Regions from separate parts of the Takifugu rubripes genome. Here region 2 is linked to region 1. A link is a contact called in public Hi-C data. All regions are on one chromosome and are shown on one strand. Each heading gives the region's core, a stretch centred on a gene start, on an enhancer-like site or on the middle of the called end of the contact. The rest is flanking DNA. Distances are from core to core; before and after follow the strand shown. Region 1 holds the start of atad2b (ATPase family AAA domain containing 2B). Region 2 holds the start of klhl29 (kelch like family member 29).

Region 1 (7,384 bases), core at 3,301-5,800:
TTTCCAATAATGCGTAAACAGGAATGTGGGAAATCAAAGGGTGAATTCTGGCCCACTCAGAAAGGAAATGTGGTAGTTAAAGGGAAAGTAATTCTCTGCATGCTTAGCCTTATTAAATATGTAGCACAAAGGAAATGTGGTCTCTCCTACACCAGACCCCACGTCTCCTCATCTAACAACCAAGCCGCTGACCAGCACATACAGGCCAGGATCTTTAGGTTAAATGTCTCCTGCCAGGTTTGTGCACATCACCTTGGACTGTCATCCCCTCCTGCTAACCCTGCTCTGCACAGCACCCCCGCCCCCCTTCTTTAAATATTGAAGATGTATAATGTGTTTGACTTCCTCTCAGGGTCAGATAAAAACACTGGAGATGAGGATTAAAGCAGCAGCTGCCAGAGAAGCACGCTGATGTCCCTACACATGCCTGGGAAACATGAGCGACACAGACAAAGGGGACAGAGGTGAATCAACTTAGCTCAACCTCATCTTAATATTTTTAGCCACTTCTGTGAATCCACTCCGGTCACACGCAGGGACGTGTCGTTTCACACCATCACATCAGCAGATGAATGACATCATGTGGTGACAATACCCTCAGGAATCAGGAGGGACTGGTGATCAGTCTACGTGTTGCTCTAATCATATATGTCGCATGATGTGACACCGCTCTGGGTGATGACGCAATCACCATACTTACTAAGAGAACAAAGAAAAGCACGCAGAGCTTTGAGAGTTTTATTGACCCTTGTGATATGTCTTGACAGGATGTAGTCAAATCAATAATACATACTGTAGGAGTTGAACCCCTCCCATTTAAAAGAAAAAGGCAAATCAGCATAAAAAGCAGCAACTTAGTGTTAACTCTAACATAAATAGCAAAACATTGTGTATTCCCTTTTTAAGTCAAATTGATGCACAACTGACCCAACCCTCAAAAACTGCCTGAGCAGTGCAGACAAAATGTTGGGAAGACAATAAGAGATTTTAGTGTGGTGGTGGTGCTGGTGGTGAGAGTGTGTTTGTGAGAGCAGAGAAGGAAGGAGGGCTACATGACAGACGGACACACGTGGCTGCCCAGAACAACCAGTTGCTTCGACTGTCCTTTTCTCTTAAGTTTAGGGGGGTGTTGGTGAGAAATGTTGACAGAAACTGTCCCTCTAGGGAAGAGAGCAAAATAAGCATCAACAATAGCACCTCAGGAGCACCGGCAATGGTGCCAATCGCGAAAATCTCTTACATTTCATCGAGTTAATCCCTGAAAGAGATTACAACACCGTACAGAGAGTGAACCATCATTAAATGCAGCACAAACAGCAGGGTAAAGAAATGAGAAACCAAAAGGGCATCAAAATTGCAGTCAGGATGGACGCGTTGGTTAAAGTTGGGAGCAGCAGAGCCGTCCCCAGTCAGGAGTGTCCAAACGGAGCCTCTGTGTTCAGGGGCCTCTGGACAATAACAGCGTTGGCCAAATCTGCTTCTTCTAAACTTAAATCTTTGTCGCTGAGCTCTCGGAAAGGCAGCGATGTTGTGAGGATGAACGGCGGGCAGCTTCTCTGGGAACGTGCAACAAAATCTTGAACGTCAATGATCCTATTTAAAAAAGAAAAAAAAAACATTTGGGGATTAAATTAATAACTAGAAACAGACAAAATGTTAGAATTGATGTCAGGGGCTTTTCAGTGGCAACAGATTACAAAGAAACTACTCCTACTCCTCTCCTTTGTGACACAATTTCTCTTTGAGCCACTATACATGTAATCTATTATTAATCACGGCCCATGGTATATGTGAGGTCCTATGGCAGCCCAGCTGAAGTTTAGAGGGGCGGCATATCTTAAGCTACAAACTCCGTTATATAAATGCTGCATCCAAGTTATGCAATTCCACACTGGGGATTTTATAGATCCAGTCCGCGGCAACATCTCAGATTATGCCTTTGCACTGTGGAAGAGGATATAACATGCACAAGCCCCTCAACTTTGAGACTGGAGCAAAGCATTATGTAATCCTTAAACAGCCCCCTCCACCAACCATTAGGCTGGCAGAAGCAAAAATCTTTTTTTCATCTCTTCATCAACATTTTACTCTGCAATGCATGGGATTATGGGATTTAAATAGACAGCAGAGTGTAGTCTATGCATCTGAGATGTAGAGAAATGTGTTTCTGGTCCTGATTCTGTCATACCTACCGATGCGATAGGTTAAACCTTTGCACCAATCTCCGGCCATCAGCCAACCAGATCTGCAGGGAGGTAACAGGAAGGGCGTGGTCTAATGTTACCATGGGAATAGGAGGAGATTCTCCATCCTCATGCACAGATGGTGACCTGGCAACAACTCTGGGTGCAACACTAACAATGGACAGGAATACAAAACATGAAGAAATCATTAGGACTGTCTTTTTTTGGCACTTTTTTTCTTCATCTCAAATTTCATTCAGTCTGAACTCTGCATTATTTAATGCATGCATCTTGATATTTCTAACATTCTAAAATAATAAACTCGTGACTATTTGCAATGCAGTTTTAATATCTGATTTAGGGTGACACCTAGTGGTTAAATGTGGTATCGCTCTGAAACCTGACACTTGAAAACACTTTTCTACTGAGATGATAATCTCTCACCTGCCAAGCCGATATCCACGACCACTGAAGGGGTGAAAGACCTTTTTCTTTGGCAAATAATTTTCCTCTGTTAGATCCTCCACACTGATCTCCAGCTCCTCTTTCTCCGCTCTGCTCTCCCATTCTCCCGGAAGCTCCCTGAGACAAACAAGCCCAGGTTTGGCATCAGGTCACAGCAGGCAATGTGACAGCTGGCTACCAACAAACATTGTTATGATGGCAAGAGGTTTGGGAGAAAAGGCTCTTTTTTTAAGACCAGCTTGAAAGAAAGACAAACATCATGTTGGGATTCTGACCAAGTGAAGTCCAAATACGGGGCATCTCCAAGGAATTAAATATTATACATCTGTCTGTGGCCTTATGGTAAAGATAAAATCAGGTCATAACTATTTAAGACTAACAAATGTGTTTTTGACCAAATAATAGTTACAAAATAAGACTCTAGAATTACTAAACACTGAACCAGTAGAGCAATGAAAACCGATGACACAATAAAGCATTTCTAGTCTCTAAATTTGGCACATTATCTTTAGACAAGAGCTTTCCAACACATGTTTGAATCAATTCCAAACCCTTGTCATCATGTTTTGATATATTTTCACTCACCCTCTTTTGATGGCATCCAGGAAGTCTTGATTCTCTGGAACAGAGTAGCTACGAAACTCCTCATCGTTTACTGTGAACCCATCCTTCCACAGCCTCACCACCATCTCGACCTACGCTTAAGTCAACAAATATATCAAGGCAGGACACGAGGGCATACAAAAGTTAACAAATTATTCATAGAGGGTACAAAGCGGTTCTGATGGTTATGTATGTATAAATAACGCACTATTAAATGGGAAATGTGATATTGCAAGTTATTCCAAATTTCAATGTAATCTTTTCGGGCACAATATACTTGTTGCTATACTGTATAAATGTGTCCCTCAGTGCCTCACTTGTTCTTCACCTAACTGCTGCCAAATCATTAAAAATCAAAGTTTTGAAAAGTAACTCAGTCTGTTGGGGACTGGGCTGAGAAGCAGAGGGTTCTTGGTTTGAGACCCAGTGGAGACCAAACATGGAAGGTTCACAGAATCTGGAAAAAAAAACCATTAACAAGTTATTGTCGAATTGTCTCTGACCTTTGCCCCCGAGGCTTCATAGCAGATCTTCTCCACCTCATCAAGGAGATCCTCCACAGAGAAACTACGGCTCATTGGGGCTTCCTCTTCATTTTCTGTGCTAGCAGACATTTAAGAAAGGAAACCATCATGGAAGGCCTTCACATGAACACACTAACTCACAGCGAGATCAACTTGCCATCACTCACCAGTTTTCAGCTTCCTCCCCACTCACAGTTTCACCTTCTTTCATGACGTTTTGCAGTATCCATCTATGAACACAAACAAGGCCCATCACCTTCACAGCCCATTTGAGATCTCTTTGCACTGTCGCCTTTTTCATCATAATTTTTGACCCTTTTGGACAACAACACTATTCATCCGCTGACGCCAACTAAAAATTATATAAGATGGTGTCAGACAGCTACAAATCAAACAAGAGAGTGCTATGGAGAATAAAACGCCGCTTGGCATCATGATATGCATGCCTTTAAAAAACCCTTTTGCATGGCAGTATTAGGATTAAGGCAAACGGTTTATTTACCAGATGAATAATTCCGAGCTGCACACCTCCGACCACGACTTTAGCAGCGCGACTCTTTCTGCTGAGCAAACGTTTAGCAGAAAGTGTCGTAAATCGCATCATTTTGCCGCAGTTGTGCTGCCGAGGCTCAGCGCTGCCGTAAATCAACAGGAGGCTGTTTCTTTTACTCAAATCGACAAGTGTTGGCCTTTTAATTTTTTTATTTCTGAAATAGGTTTTAACTCGACTTATATAAACTCTTTATCACTGTTATTGGTGACCTCAAGAAGAATAGAATAGAATCGATTAGAATAAACTTTATTAGCCCGAAGAAAATTGTTGGGCAGAGTTGCAATTGTCAAGAAACAAAAGCTTCAAATGATGTCAACATGCGCTGTAAACTGATAATTACAACTTTTGAAAAACTTAGTCTAACAGATCGGACGCAGGGAGACAGAGGGGATACAGAATAAAACAATTATAAAAGCAACATTGTTGCAGTTTATACGCGAATGTATGGTTTTATAGTCAAATGTCAATATTCAGCTGTACATTACAGCCAACATCGCGCACCATTCACTTGTAGTAAATTTAGTATTATTAGTGTTGTGTGTTTACTAAGTAAAATAGAGAGAAGAAGAGAGAGAGAGAGAAAGAAAGAGAGAGGGAGAGAGAGAAAGAGAGAGAGGAAGCAAGCAAGCTAGAGAGATGGCGCCTCGGTGCTGCGCTCACTGAGGCAGTGTTTGGAGCCAGCTAGGGAGATTCAGTAAGGGAGAACAAAAGGAAAAATAACATGGTGAACACAAGGAACAGCTCAAGACCGGGAAGCGGTGCCTTCATCTCTTCGAGGACGAGGTCGTCGTCGAAAATTTCGGACGAACACGTAAGCCGGTTTCCTTTCTTTGCCCAACCGGCGAGCTAGCTGATTCTGCTACTTGGCTAAATAGCTGTAGCCGTGGCCTCAAGGTGCTCCACACAATCTATCATTCCCTGCAAAGTGTGGCCACAGTGGGGCTTGACACCCATCCAGTGACACAAATGCATAACAGAGGATTTACATGCACCACCCCATTAAACAGTTTTTCGCATTAAACTTGTTGTTGAGCTGTCCATTTACAAGCTAGCGTTGTCAACTCCAGGCTAGCCCCAACTTGAGTTCCCTTTGTGTTTGGCTATTTCCCCGTCTGGTTGTTTCACTGTTGTACAGCGCACATGGGCGTTCTAAATGAAGACAACCGTCAGAACCACAGGAGGGATTCGTCGAGGCCTTTGCTTTGTCCCTTCGAAAGCACTGACGCGCATTGTTTTGACAGATAAAGAGAGAAAACTGTGAGTTAACGCAGGTTGTAGCTAGCCCGGCAGCCATCTCTCATAGTGGGGGAAGGGTTCAAAACAGTTGGCTGGCTCTTGTCCCGTATTAGAAACTCTGAACTTGGTGAACCTTCGGGGCTAACTGCCCTAAAGACCTACATTACACGGTTTCACAACAGATGCGCTCAACTCGGCATTATTCGTTTATGTGTCGAGGTCCACTTTTTATTTCTTGTAATATCATCGAGTTAATGCTCTAAGTTTGCTCCCTGGGTGACTGACAGTCCCCGAATGTAAACACTTCCATATCTGTCTTTGACAAAAGTCGTCAGAAACATTGAGAACAAAAGAATATTCTCACAGATGTGAAACTTGGATAGTCGTGTAGGTCCAACTCCAACCTGCTTTGTTAAGTGACCATCTAAAGTTACAAACTGACAATATATTAACAAGTAGCCAATATTGACATTCCAGCCTGTGTGTTTGCTCATAATGTCACCAGGATTTTAATGTCATGCAATTTAGATTCACATACCGTAAGCTACAAATCTATCCCATTATTTATTTCTCGATGTAGCTATTTATCAGCTGAAGTGTTTTTAGAAAATGTGTCGAGAATCTGTCTGTATTTCCTTTGGCAATAATGTCTGTCCTGACACGCTTCCCTTCCTGTCTGTAATTGGTGTAATGTTTATTTGTGGACCAGAAGGAACCCAGTAGCGATGCAAGTACTCCCAGCAGCCCGCGGTTGGCTCCTCCTTCCAAGCGTACACGCAGAGAGATCGCCTCCGAGCCCAGCTCCAGCGATACCTCGCCGTCCCCTCAAGCTAAGGGCCAGAGAGTCAGCTGGGGCATTCCATCTTACCGTACCAGGTCAGCTATTGACAAATGGTTGTTTTCTATTTATGATTGCATGTTTGTGTCTTGCACATGTTCCCTCATAAGTGCATCTTAGGGTGTTTTAGTCAGGTTCCTGTTCATTTCTGCTAGCTTAGGGGACTGCTTTAATGATCCCACACGCTGCAATCCAAAATGCAGATAATGCATTAATATAACCCACCTAAAGATTCATTACTGAGCTTGCAGCAGTATTCTCCTTCAGAAAATTCAGTTGTTTTATTTTCTAGTATTACAGTAAACGGTAGCATTTTGTGAATACCACTGCTTTAATGTCAGCCTGGTCCAACCGTAATTATTATTGTCATGTGTTCTCTCTAAAAACATAACTTGTGAGTCATTTTTGTTTTGGCCCTTCATACATGCATGTACATACAGTAACGTGGCTACTCTACTTCTAGGTTGTCTTCTCGTATAATGCAGAACGGACATGGTAAAGTCATTTGTTAATATTTGCACTTTTTGAAATCTGTACACCACCATTTTTTAAAGAAACCATTTGCCTTTATTGCCTTCTTAATTCCTATACCTGCAGGCCATATGAACCTCCGGAATGAGGAGAGTAAAGCAGGAGATCACTCCTGCATGAATGGTCATGTGGAGCTGAAGAGGAGCTGTCGGGTGAGGAAGAGCCAGTTTGCACAGCTTGATCAGAGCCTGCTGTTTGACCAACTGGTCAACAGGTAACCTCTAATCCTGTTCCATTGATGAATAAGTGAATGCCCTGACCTTACCAGTCCACTGTGGGTCTTGTGTTGCCAGCACTGCTGAGGCTGTTCTGCAGGAAATGGACAACATCAGCAGCATCAGACAGAACCGCGAACTGGAGCGGCTTCGCATGTGGAATGGAGATACTGAGGAAGTGAGTGCCAATCTGTTCTGTTAGATTAGCATAATGGACAAATATGCAGCGCCACTAT
Region 2 (7,397 bases), core at 3,258-5,757, 180 kb after region 1:
AAAAATGTCAAGTGAATTTAAGCCATTTGTGCTGCTATTAGAAGCTGCCTGAGATGTCGCTGCTCACTCAGGCTCGTTTATGCTATAGATGGACAATATGGAGCCTCCTGTCCACATTCTGAGACCAGCTGTGGTGCCACAGCTACAGTATAATGAAAATCAGGAGGAAGGGCTTTGTCCTCGAGCACATACTGCTTACTACCACGCCAGCCTACAGTGAATTATGCAGGTTGAGGTCTGACAGCAAGAACAGCTTTGTCATTTAAAACATACGTGAGCTTCCTGGACATACATGGAGCGAATTTTGCCTTTGCTGCGAGTGGGAATGAAATCCAACACACATACATGAAATGACTTTGGGTTAAAGCAACGGGTAAATTTGGAATTGGGTCCCAGTCTGGTAAGTGTGGCTGTGGGTGTCAGCTTGCTCCCCCCAGGCCTAATGAGCCTCAGCCGTCAGGCAGGACACCCAAACCCTGCTTCCCGGACAGCTGATGGACTACATACAAAAAAGAGTCATGCTCGAACAAGTCGGGCAGGCATAAGAAGGTGACACAGCAGCGTTGACAAGAGAAAGAGCGCTTGACCAACGTGCTGAATGGCTCGTCTTGTGAGGTGGGAGATCCACGATTACCACTCATGTTTAAAAAAAGCAGGAGCTCGCATCAGGAATCGAGCTGCCAACTCAAACCTCCCCAGATGAAGAAAGTTCACAGCTCGGTGCATTTTTAGATCATCGGGGTCTCTGGACAGGGAAGCTGCAAGCCTTGTAGACGCATGATACCAGCATCACTGGTCCTTCAGGGACAGCATTCAAGAGGGCAGCTAAAAAGCCTCCATTTCATACCCCACTGAATCCTGACGCTCTCTCCAGGAATTACGGTGCGCAGCACAAAAAATAATCTACGTCAATAGCAAAATGTCAGTTTCCAGCTAAGCAACCTGTCGGGGAGTTTTTGGAGGACGCAGGAACAAACATAGTGAAAAGATAAAATTTGGATTTGGAAATTATTAACATGGTTCCGAAAGAAAACAACCTTCAGCCTTTCAAAATAAAACACCTCCATCGCCTGCTCACAGCTAACCGACAGAAGACTGTAAAGTATTCCGTCGGCTGGGCTCCCATCAAGTCTGTTAACTTTGATACACCAATAAACTTTTATGGATTTGGGGTCAGAACAATTAAGTGGCTCTGGGAGCAGCAGCTCTTGTATTAAAGAGCTAATCTAGTTTGCCCCAGTGACATTTATGTGCAGCCTTGCACTCCAACACTTTCTGCAAATAAAAAAAAAAAAAAAAAAAACAACAGTTGCAATGCCGTCATAAAGCATGATGCACACCTTAATGCATCAAACCGACAGCTAATAAAATTATGGTTTCATGTAGAAGCAAATAAAGCCAGAATAAAAATGGATGTTATGCATAGGTTTTGGTAATACATTTTTGAACCACATTATACAGGGGAAAAAAATAGATTTGGGGCACTGAACCAATAGTCTGACTGTAAAAGAGGAAATATTTTTATCTTCCAGTCATGTTAACACCAGTCCACCTCATCCACTGTGCTGAAAATATAAACTGACCTTGCAACAATCCACTTGTGCTAATTATTTCTAGTTTATTCATCTGTTTATTTCAAGGGTTGATAAATTAAAGTTGATATCTTAACACACAATTTGATGGCTCTTTAAACACAACTGTTTATTTTTCCTGATATGGCTCAAACTAAAACAGAACATCATGTGACTGACCTGAAAATACAGCATTACCTTAAGCTGAAGGGGTTTTTAAATCTTGTTAAATCTTCCTGGATTCAACCAACAATATCAGAACTGTCTTGTTTGGCTCATGCGGGAAGTGGTCGGATGCTAAGGCTGTTCAAGCAGAGCTAATTGACTTTTAAACGGCCAGATACGCTTTCTGTGTCATGCGTTTTCTTCCATTTTTGGCAATTCTTGGACACAATCAAACATAGGATGCCATTTTTTCCCCTAATCAGGGGTCAGATTGTTCAAAATTGGCTTTGCAATATCCAGCTTCATCCATTTTATTATGTAGAGCCGGTGCAGACAAACCTTCTCAAGGCTGCTGCCCTACAGCGGTCAAGACTCCTCTCGGTTTATCTGCTTTACAGCGGTCATGTTTGTTGGGGGAGCCTGGCACAGCTTCTGTTCTCTGGCCTCCTTTAAACTGCAGTCTATCACCAGAGGCTAAAGCAGTGGATCACAACTTCATCCAAGAACAGGAATACACTGTACAGCATGTCATCTCTCTACCTCCTCTGCCCGTGGTCACAGCTCAGGTTATTTACACATCTCAAACGATGAGCCCACCACCCTGCAGTTTCGCTCTCCTTTTTGGGGGGGAAATAAATAAAACCGGTTCAAGATAAATCACTGTAATTTGCCGTGCGAGCCATCATGAATTGGCCTTTGCTAACAGGATAACCGCCTCTGGGTAATTTGTAAATTAATTCCTAGGGCCAACATGGTTCCCCAGACCAAACTAAATCACATTTGATATATGAGAGGATTATCCCCGTTTGAGGTACGGCGGTGAAGCTTTTGACAAAACGGAAAAAGAGACAGTTCCACAGAGGCAATGCTTGCTGCACCACAACACAACGCAGATGCGATTCTTCATCGGAACATCTGCCGAGACAAGAGGACCCCTGCTCGATGGCACCCAGGCACCGAAGGTAAACGCGCTGTTTTACCTCAGCGAGTACAGAGCCCGCCGTCTGTTCAGGCAGGGATTGGACTAAAGCTCTTAATCCCCGCCTCGATTCATGACAGCCTGCTAGGTTTTAAAATGTCATCAGCAGGGAAGTGTGTCCTGCCCCAGCTCCACATGTTCTTCTCATTAACGGCATAACAACTCCGGGGAGCATCAGTTCACATCAGGAGCACATCAGAGTCAAGCCAGGCTGGTGTACATCTCTATACTCTATCCCAGCATGTCATTCCTGGCACTTGTAAACAGGCAGCGATGCCAAATCAAGGGAGGATTGACAAGTGTGTGTTGTGGCTGTGCCAGTGCACAATAAACTGTGTCTAAATTCAGAGCAGGGATGGGATGTGATAACACTATGATCAGTCCCAACCTCATTCTTCCATCAACACGTTCTCACTTTACAGAAAATAAATTTAACACGATGCCTCATGGACAACTGGCAGCGCACGGAGATGGATGGATTCAGGGTTCATCTGTTATTTTCTGCCCAAGTGTCAGCTCTGCTTCACCGTAACAACACATGGGACCTGCGTTCTTGTGCGCGGGCACGTACAGCTGCACGATATCATAAATGCTCCTCGTAGATCATGAAATAGCTGATGTGAAAAATGCCGTTTTGCACATGAATTGAACTGTAAACGACGAGCGAGTATAAAAACACTATTTTATTAGCGTTAAATTCTCACCACTCGTCGCTTAAACGCGTAAAAGTTTCTTAGGGCACCACTCGTTCAATCCATCTATCTTATTTTTAGCCGTGACAGCGTCCCAATGATCGAACTACATGATTTCCATCTTTTCTGAACCTTTTTGGTTTCTGTCACACGCTCAAGTTTTTTCTTTCGCGGGAGCGCTTGCGCACAACGAGAGCGCAGCACGCACCATTTGGTGGGCTCTGGTCCTCAACAAGGGGATGGTCGTGGAAGTGATGATCCACCTCGTTCTTGGCAGGACAGGTGCCCGTGTTCCACCTGAACTAACGCGATGCGGGTCAAAAAAATAAACCCGAGCGAAGGCAACGTGTGCGCGGCTGCCGTGCTCACCTACGCCGACTGGAGCGCTTACCTCTCCGGCCGCTCGCTGCTCCCGTTTCCCCGGCTTGCGTCCTTGTTTCGCTACGGCGCCGATTATGTGTGGAGTCTGTCTTTATCCCGCAATGACTGCTGTTGCATTTTACAGCCAAATTAACAACGGTGCGCACCGGTGAAGGCTGCGTGTCGGTCGGGAAGTGGCCCGTCTTGGCACCTCTCCGCACGCCAACTACGAGAGTGGAAGCAACTTGGCAAACGCGTCTCGCTGTGCTCACTGTACGGCGGCGGATCTGAGATGTAAGCGGCTGGTCGGACGGACTGGCACACCGTGTAGCCACTTTTCTCCCAGTGCTGCTCCTCCCCTTTCACTTTGTTGCGTTCAGCCAGGCCTTACGGCGCCTCCCACCCGTCACCGAGCGCAATTGCATGCGCCAACAGAGACGTATTCTCAACACAGCCCCCAGTATAAACAATAAAACCCTTCTCACAGATGGCTCTGACTGATCCGGCTCGTACAGGTGCAGATTTGGCGTAATTTGATTGCCAGATTGGCCAAGAATTCAAATAAACGTTTTTATTTTTTAGACTTGCACTTAGTGTAAAACCAATTTCCACAACCATTCCATCAATAAGAGCTTCTTGCACATTTAAAAAAAAAAAAAACAGGCACAAATGTGCTGTAGCACGAAGCTTGCTGATGCTGTGTTGCTGTAGTGCTGTAGTGCAAGGCTGCTTTTCTGCTGCTACCTAAATGCAAGTAATTACATTCATTTGCATCCAGGTTGTAAATCAGAGCCTGATTAGAGGACTAGAATGGAAATCACCTGGGCTCTTTCTCTCCCCCCCTTCTCGCTGCATCCAACCAGTCTAAAATCAATGTCCTCTTTTGCTTTCCTCAACACTTTTTTCATGCTCAGGCCTGCGCCATGGTGTGCCTTTCACGGCGCATCAGGACCTTTTCCATGACAGGTCCGTGAGTGATTATGTTGCAGATTTGGTTCCATTTAGTCAGTCAGACCCTTTAGTTGCACAAAACAGCTCCTTGACTCTATTTACCTCCTGGAAACAGTTAATTACTATAATTCAACACTTGTGATTACTGCAATTTATTACCAAGTCTGATGCCCTAAGAAAAAAACAACCCTTTCTTTTGACTTATCAGAATTTCTATCGCGTTAAATGAAGCAGAACCTTTGGGTATAGAAGCAGCTGCTTTCTTCTTTTATCACAACTCCCACACATAAAAATACACTGACTCAAACACTGGGAAATGCCTGAAGTCTGTCTATCATTTGCTTTCAGCTTAATCAATGATGATTAGGGTTATTTGGTTAGCAATGACACCAACTGCCTCTTGCTGCAGAATCAACTGGAAAAGCTTATCTCCAGTCATCTGGCTTCCAAGGAGCTTCAAAATATCTTCTCTTATCCGCTCAATTGCTATTATGCCAGTGAAACTAGGTGTAGAATCAATTCTATTGATTTGTGGGTGTAATCCCTCGTTTACATCTCACACAGGTGTTTTTATTATCTTTTTCTATTTAATCCTGCTCTTTAGGAACGTGTGGGAACGCCGGTGTTGTTCGACATCATCACAGTTGTGTTTGGTGACCGCCTTCTCACCTGGAAGCCAGCGCAATCGATTTTGAAATTGTTTTGATGGCATTTTATTCCCGATGTGACTGATTTGGAAAACCTCCCGCAACAGTAGGAAGCGCACGGTCACTAACGTCCTAAATGTGCTCCCATTTCTGTGGGTCGCCCCTGAAAGCTCTAACAAGAGAATGACAGCTGCCAGGCGCATGAGGAAAATGTGTGAAATGGTGACCTGGCATGTGTGAATGGTCCAATCTGAGCAGAAGTCCGGATATGGCCGGATGGATGGGCTGAGAATAAACATTCACCTCAGTCAAAGTTAAGCAGATGCGCTGAGAAAAGCTCGGTTAAAACACCAGAGAGCTCCCTGCTCCCGAGACTCTCGGCATATCATCAAAATGTCACACTCGGCAGAATAGATAGCTGCTCTTATTAGAGGTCAAGTTCTATTTTGCAGGAATCTCCCCAAGTCTCCCTGCAGAGCCTTGTGGCCACGGCGGCCTGTGACGTGAGGTGCGTCACCGTGTCTTCGTTTCACGTCCAGCCATGAGAGCCTAATTTGAGCGGGCACTTCCTGGTTTGAACAAAAGATGAATACAAATTTCCATCTGCGATCCTAGTTTTATGGAATTCATAAAAATGAGTATGTTCAATGCTGTGGGACTGACTATGGGTAATATGACCTAGAACTATAGAAAAGAGGAAGACAGTGATGCTTCAACTCAACGTCTTAAGGCCAAGATGTTGACATTTTTCATACTCCATCAAGGGAGATGGAAGTGATATTCAACCATACACTAACCTATAAATGTTTATAAAAATATTGACGTGGGCACAAGAATTTGCTTCATTGCGTTTTCTACAGTAGCCCAGAGTGGATAAACAGAGCTGAATATGAAGCCTAGTAACCACTACAATCAGTTCATCCGCTCCAGAATCTGCAACGAGCATCTGGACCAACCGGAGGTGTCGGTGTGGAGGCGGTTGGAAGAGCATGTTGGTCAAAGCACCGGAAACGCAGTCAGAGATGCAGCAAAGGCTGCAGACACCAGCTCACCGTGGACAAATATAGACGTGGCGCTCTGACCACAGCGGGGGGAGATCACCATGAGGGCTGCTCTGACATGTCTGAACTTCCAGTCTGGAGGAGATTTCCCCAGACTCCGTGCAGCGCCCGCGGTGAGGAGGAGGGAGCCGTGATGGCTCTGCCAGGCAGCCGTGGATGCTGGTGAGGGGCCACGGTGGGCTGCAAAACCCGGAGTGGATTACTCCTGAGTCTGGCTGAAGAAGAATCTCCAATGAGGTTGAGTTGGTATATAAAGGATTAAAAGATGCTGGATTTTAGTGTGAGTGGATCTGCAGGGCCGTGCTGCTCCCAGCCTTCACCACCACCTCTATCTGACTAAATGGAGCCAGTAAACAAGTGGAATTGGGCTCCAATTGGAAATGCAATGGTCTTCACCCATGAGTTTATGTCATCCTCCTATTTGAGATTTTGTTGTAATTTTAGCTAATCTACATAAAAATCTGTTTGTGGAATAACAATGAAAATCATCGAGAAAGCTGTAAAAATGTCTCTCCGATTTGTTCCATCAGAGATATTATTTCTTCATTTTGTAGCTGCCGTGAAAAGCGGCCGTGGGTAAGCAGCTGACAGGGAGTTAATTGGAGAAGCATAAAAATTGATTTACATTGAAGTTGGAAAAAAAGGATAGAATCAATAATGACTGTAAATATGTGCAAAGTTCTTTTTTGTATGAAAATCCACACACAGCTTCTCATGTAAAAGTAAATTAATGTTTGCCCCCATAAATGTATGCGAAACATAATCAATTTCATTTGGTTAAGAGGGTTATTATATATGAAGATTGAAACTGGGTTTTTCATTTGTCTTTCTGAACTTCTGAATTTACATGTGGGTTTAATGGATTACATAAATCCATTACAAATCTGTAAAACTGGGTGATTCTGGGTGATTCCAGTCTTGAGAGTTCGAGGCGTCTGCTTTCTAAAAAGCTCAATTCCAATGTATATTAG

The links. Hi-C and Micro-C count contacts between places; a contact is called where the count stands out from the background.
Region 2: a contact with region 1 is called in a Hi-C map of an unstated tissue, with 5 times the contacts expected there. The contact joins the promoter of klhl29 here to the promoter of atad2b in region 1. A contact is called at or near these places in 2 of 2 Hi-C or Micro-C datasets (muscle and an unstated tissue).

The regions. Positions count from the first base shown.
Region 1 is chr16:5,676,165-5,683,548 of fTakRub1.2, forward strand. It overlaps atad2b (ATPase family AAA domain containing 2B), which reads left to right and starts at 4,551. Exons shown (of 28, transcript XM_029849957.1): 1 at 4,551-5,139; 2 at 6,277-6,440; 3 at 6,866-6,897; 4 at 7,000-7,147; 5 at 7,227-7,326. The coding sequence starts at 5,050. It overlaps ubxn2a (UBX domain protein 2A), which reads right to left and starts at 4,387. Exons shown (of 7, transcript XM_003971578.3): 1 at 4,278-4,387; 2 at 3,943-4,005; 3 at 3,755-3,854; 4 at 3,234-3,343; 5 at 2,628-2,765; 6 at 2,193-2,354; 7 at 725-1,593. The coding sequence starts at 3,986. The coding sequence ends at 1,410.
Region 2 is chr16:5,856,932-5,864,328 of fTakRub1.2, forward strand. klhl29 (kelch like family member 29) reads right to left here and starts at 4,508. Exons shown (of 17, transcript XM_011611911.2): 1 at 3,799-4,508.